Regions from separate parts of the Sus scrofa genome. Here region 2 is linked to region 1. Evidence: chromatin contacts called from public Hi-C data. All regions are on one chromosome and are shown on one strand. Each heading gives the region's core, a stretch centred on a gene start, on an enhancer-like site or on the middle of the called end of the contact. The rest is flanking DNA. Distances are from core to core; before and after follow the strand shown. Region 1 holds the start of THNSL2 (threonine synthase-like 2). Region 2 holds the start of KRCC1 (lysine rich coiled-coil 1).

Region 1 (2,945 bases), core at 122-2,621:
AAGGAGCCCTTCCTGAAATGTGCCCCTGCCTTGGGGTGGTGTCTCTTTTCCCTTGTTTTTTTCTCTAGGTTTAGTGGTCAGAGTTTTTTGGATCCTGCTCCACTCTGGAACAGGGTCCAGTGGAGTGGCATGGGAAAATTATAAAACCTCCTTCAACAGAGGCCACTTAGTCCCACCCCATGCAGCACTCCAACCAGGGTGCTTGATTTTCTTCCTCGGCTTCACCCCATCCTGTTGTTATCTGGGTTCTCGGCTGACCTTAGTCAATAGAAATGAGAGGCCAGGCCAGAAACTCAGGCAAGGCTGTATGGGGCCCCTGCTGCTGCGCATGGAGCAAAAAGCAAGCAACAGGTTTCCCCGAGGAAGGGCGGGAGCTGATTCCTTGTATGGGGCTTGGATAGAGGCAGGTCCAGGAGTCCAGCCACAGGGGTGGTTTGGGTGGGATTGTGTGCAGGGGACATGCCTGCTTTTGCCCCAACACCCTGCCTTTGCTCTGGGCTTTTCAGAAATGGCAGCTGGGTTTTTAGGGGGGTTTTTTTGTATCTTTTTGCCGGTAATTTGATCCAACTGCTGGCAGGTACAGTTACTTTCAGTCCCTTATAGTTTCTTTGTATTTTGTTGTTCCAGGAGATGTTTGACCAGGTGCAAAAGCACTGTAGCAAAGGGTCCCAGGTCCCAGGTCCCAGCTTGTGTCACTGGGGCAGCTGCTTCTACTTCTGGCTTCTCTATTTGGTTTACCTAACACTGAACCCAGCAGTGTATGTCACGTAGTTTTTCCCATTCTGGCTCCTTGGGGTCCTTGGACAGAACAGGGGCTACCATTCCTGGGGAAGACAGCCACCTGTGTGTTGGTCAGTCCAGTTCTTTCTGTGATGGTTGCAGAGCCTGGTGTCAGGCCCTCTCTTTTGTTCCTGGGCCAGTTTATCCACCTCCTCCTTGGCGTGGGGAGGAGCCCAGAACAGAGCCCAGTGCCCCAGGTGTGATGTGATCCACTGTCCCCCCACTCCTCAGGGCAGAGAGTTCTGCAGATGTTTTCTTTGGCTCTTGCTCAGAGCCCTGCCTGCCTTTGCTCCTGCCCTCATGTCCGACTCAACTTCTTTGACAACACAATTGTCTTCTTTCCTTTGGTCTGGCTGCAGAGGTGGCCCGGCAGGATCGCCCCCTGGTTACTCCAAGGTCTTGGGCAGTTCATATTGGCTCTGACCCTTGCCACAGAGTTACAGAGAGCCCTCTCTTGGAGTTCCCCTCGTGGCACAGCAGAAACCAGTCTGACTAGGAACCATGAGGTTGTGGGTTCAATCCCTGGCCTCGATCAATGGGTTAAGGATCCAGCATTGCTGTGAGCTGTGGTGTAGGTCGCAGACTCGGCTCGGATCTGGCGTGGCTGTGGTATAGTCCAGCAGCTGTAGCTTCTGATTCGACCCCTAGCCTGGGAACCTCCATATGTCGAGGGTGCGTCCCTAAAAGGAAAGATAGTCCTCCCTTTGTTGAAGGCACTGCTAGCCCCCTGCCCTCCTGCCTTGGTTCTGTTTTGGGCTTTCCTTGCTTACTCCCTGCAGTTGGCTTGGGAGTTACCCTGATTCCATTTCTGTGGTGTGGACCCCTATGCAAGGTGATATTTCCAATTTGGCCTGAGACAGTTCTGGTTTATCCCCATTGTCCCAGTATGTGTGTGTGTGTGTACATACATACATACATATACATATACATACATACACACATACATATATGTGTGTGTATATATATATGTGTGTGTGTGTGTGTGTGTATGCCACAGGTGTGGCATATGTGAGTTCCCAGGCTAGGGGTCGAATCAGAGCTGCAGTTTCCGGCCTATACCACAGCCACAGCAATGCCAGATCTGAGCAGCATCTGCAACCTACACCACAGCTCATGGCAATGCTGGATCCTTAACCCACTGAGTGGGGCCAGAGATGGAACCTGCATCCTCATGGATCCTAGCTGGGTTTGTTACCACTGAGCCAAAATGAGAATTCCCCAGCATAATTATTAATAATATCTACTTTCACTTTCCAAAGATCCATGGTATGGACAATTCAACTTGTCTCTGTAAGCTAAATGCACTTGTAGGCTTGGGAGTGGCAAGTGGCTCATGTGGATTTGCACTGGGCTCAGAGGCATCAGATCCGCAGTCTAGGAAACCAGAGTTCTTCCAGGTCACTGCCACATAGTCACTTCCCTTTCTCATAGGTGGAAGGCTTCAGGTGGCTTTGTCCCCAGAGAGCAGGGGTTCCCTGCTGGCCCTGGCACAGAAATGAGTCCAAGCTGGTGCTGAGAGCTATGTCTAGCCAGATTCATCCCCAGAAGTGCTATGGGGATTTATAATCAGAATTCACAAGAATTCCCATCGTGGCTCAGTGGAAATGAACCCGACTAGCATCCATGAAGATGGAGGTTCAATCCCTGGCCTCATTTAGTGGGTTAAGGATCCAGCATTGACCTGAGCTGTGGTGTAGGTCACAGACGCAGCTCAATCCCTCATTGCTGTGGCTGTGGTTTAGACTGGCAACTGTCGCTCCAATTCAACCCCTAGCCTGGACCTCCATATGCTGCAGGTGCAGCCCTAAAAAGACAAAAAAAGAAAAGAAAGAATTCACAGCCATGATCCAGAGCTCAACCCAGCTCCTCAGCACGGCCCTTGGCTCCTGGGAACCTAACCGATGAAATGCGTGACCAGAGTTATGCCTGAGGTGCCCTTGGACCCCATCTCCCTCCATGCTAATCAGAATTCTGAGTCCACATGGGGCCAGTTAGCTATGGCCAGATTAATAGTACTGCATCAGCCATTGAACTATTCTTCTCATGTTACGCTGAGACATAGGGCACCATTTTTTTCTTAACTCAATGAATTTTATTACATTTAAAGTTGTACAATGATCATCACAACCCAATAGGGCACTGGTTTTCAACTGGGATGACCAACT
Region 2 (2,945 bases), core at 295-2,794, 110 kb before region 1:
GAGCTGCAGCTGCACTACAGCCACAGCAATGCGGGACTGAGGTTAATCTGTGACCTACACCCCAGCTCCCGGAAATGCATCCTTAACCCACTGAGCTGGGCCAGCGACGGAACCTGAGTCCTCATGGATCCCAGTCGGGTTCATTACCGCTGAGCCACAATGGAAATTCGGACCCAGTCCCATTTTGAGCTCAGGCTGGGAAAGCTCAGGGCTGTCAAAAGGCATTTATTGTTTGTTCTAGCCAACACCTGAATATAAGGCCCTGACCTCTCTTTTTTAGAGTAGTTACTAAAAAGGGTTTACAATTGTTTGTTAATTCTTCCTCTGTCCCTTTGAGATATATGTGTACCCCCCACAACTCAGGAATGTCTTTCTCAAAGATCTGAAAGCCATCCTTTTAAAGTGTAATTATCAGAAAAGGCAGGGCCTGGGGTCTCCCAGTCTGTGGGAAAAGTGAATCCTCACTTCCACAAGATGACACAGCTCGCCTAAGTGCACGGACACTGCCCAAACCTAGGTAATTTTGCGCTTTCCTGACTCTACTGAACCCCTTCCTTCATTTTCCCTCTAAAACCCCGTCACCTCTGCGCAAATCGGAATGGAGCTCAGCTCTTTCCCTACTGCAGTTACTGAATAAAAGCTGTTTTTGCCTCTCTGATGTCCTGCTGTATTATCTTTGACTCTGGTAGATACAAATTTAAATTCAGACGACTACTACAATAGGCCCGTAAATCTTAGAAGCTTGTTTTACAGGGTGTTATCCTCAAAAGCTAAGGAAAACTCTGCAAAGTAATCCCTCAAATACCTCACCCCCTCTTCCCTTCCTCCAGGGCCTCCGCAACTTGAAGCTCCCGTGTTTACTTCCTACTGTGGCCAAATTTCACTTCTCCCTCCGCGTGAGGGCTCTACTTTGTAGGATGCTGAATTTCGCCCAGCGCAGGTCTACGCCCTTCCACGTCTGGAGCCTTTTCTCTCCGTGTCTCTGTCCCCTTGATCTCGGGGTGTCCTCCTCAACCCCCTTCCCTCTCCCTGACACTCCAGATCCACGGCCTCGACCTGGCCGCCTCTCTCCCACTCCAACTTCAACTTCCCGGCAGCGGAGGCGTCCCCGCTCCCGCCGCGCTCCGTGCTGGGGCCCCGGCGGCCCTTTCCCGGGGCTGCGAGTGGGGAGGGGAGCGTAGCCCTGTCCGGGTCGGCCATCTCGCACTCTCTGGGCGCGCCCGGCCTCTACCGGGCTGGGGGATCGAGCGGCTGAAGGCCGAGGCCGCTCCCGCTGCCGGGCGGGAACTCACCTTCTCTGAGGCAGGGGCGGCCGTCTACAACTACGGCCCCCCTCCCCGCCAACGCCACCGGTCGGGGGATAGGCTGAGGTGGAGGTGGCGGAGAGGCAGGGACAACCGCTGCCGCCACCGCCGCCTCCGCCGCGGAGCAGACGGGGTGGGAGGAGGGGGCGGAGACCGGGCTTCCTGAAGGGAAGTAGCCACCACCACCACCAGCGACTGACTGGACAGCGCCCGCGCCATGGCGGCGGCGGGGCGTGCCACTGCGCTTGCGCAGTCACCCTACTCTCAGAGAGCCTTTTTAGCCCCGCCTTCTTGTTTGCTCCGCCCCCTCGGTCCCCTTCTTCCGGGACTCTGTTTTAACCTGGCCGAAGCTCTCCTCACTGCTACTCACTTCGGGCGGTGGCGGGGGGAAATCTAAAACCAACAAAGAAAAAAGTTTGGAAATCTGCGGTTTCTACCTCCAGAATATCTGAAAAATCATGATTTCCTGCTTTACCTTTTTAAAGTTTGTTAAGAGTCTTTGATACACAGTAGATTAAGCAAAATCTTTGGTGGTGATATGCTGTCATCATTGCAGCATAAATGACCTTTTTCTCTCCCTTGGCTCTCTCAGTATACGTGTATATACATACACACGTTCATCTCATCCTCTTGTTCCCTGTCTCCCAAAGAAATCACTACCCTGGTTTGTAGTCATCATTTCTTTACATATGTATATATCTTTATCACATGTATGCTTGGGGAAATTTTTTTCTTTTTTTGGTCATTTTGCCATTTCTTGGGCCGCTCCCGCGGCATATGAGGTTCCCAGGCTAGGGGTCGAATAGCAGCTGTAGCTGCTGGCCTACACTACAGCCACAGCAACGATGCCAGATCCTTAACCCACTGAGCAGGGCCAGGGATCAAACCTGAAACCTCATGGTTCCTAGTCAGATTCATTAACCACTGAGCCACGATGGGAACTCCTGCTTGGGGAAAATTTTTAGATTGTTTTTTAATTTTATAAGATTTATGTCTTTCTCTAGCAGGGCTTCTTTCACTCAATGTTTTGAGACTCATCCAAGCTGTTGCACATAAATGTTATTTATTCATTTCACTGCTATACAGTGTTACACCCCTTTTCCTGTTGATGGGCATGTCCCCTGTGCATTGTGCAAAAGTTTCTCTTGGGTAAGCTCTCCTTTCCTGTAATACAACCGCTGACTAATTTCAGGTTCCCATCATCTTTTGTTAGAACCATGGCAATAGCTACCTAATTTACCATTCTTCCTGATTTCACCGTTCCAGTCTACCAAAGGGTTCTATGTGGAAGTCATTTCTGGCTCCAGTTGTCTGTTGGAGAAAGTCCCACATGAATACTACTTCTGGGCTTCTGTGCACCTCCCTGATCTCATTATCTTCCTAGTGTTCTCACTTCCCCACCCTTTCACTTTGTGATTCAACAACATTAAACTTTTATTGATTCTTGTAAATACCCTGCTATTACATAACTCAGTTTATTGTATCTGCTACTTCTTCCTGAAACACCCTCTTCCTACTGCCTAATGAACTCCTCCTCCCCTCAGAAGTAAATCCTATCCTGAATTCAGCATTTCTCATTTTCATGTCTTTCTTTATATTTTTACTACATATGTATGTATCTCTAAGTAACATGAAGTATTG

Evidence for each region. Hi-C and Micro-C count contacts between places; a contact is called where the count stands out from the background.
Region 2: a Hi-C map of skeletal muscle shows a contact between it and region 1, with 3 times the contacts expected there. The contact joins the promoter of KRCC1 here to the promoter of THNSL2 in region 1. A contact is called at or near these places in 2 of 5 promoter capture datasets (both in liver), 22 of 47 Hi-C or Micro-C datasets (alveolar macrophages, embryonic fibroblasts, fetal heart ventricle and 10 more) and 2 of 2 datasets of contacts at active chromatin or transcription factors (alveolar macrophages and skeletal muscle).

The regions. Positions count from the first base shown.
Region 1 is chr3:57,819,722-57,822,666 of Sscrofa11.1, reverse strand. THNSL2 (threonine synthase-like 2) reads left to right here and starts at 1,371. Exons shown (of 11, transcript XM_021087277.1): 1 at 1,371-2,945.
Region 2 is chr3:57,926,862-57,929,806 of Sscrofa11.1, reverse strand. KRCC1 (lysine rich coiled-coil 1) reads right to left here and starts at 1,544. Exons shown (of 4, transcript NM_001243946.1): 1 at 1,293-1,544.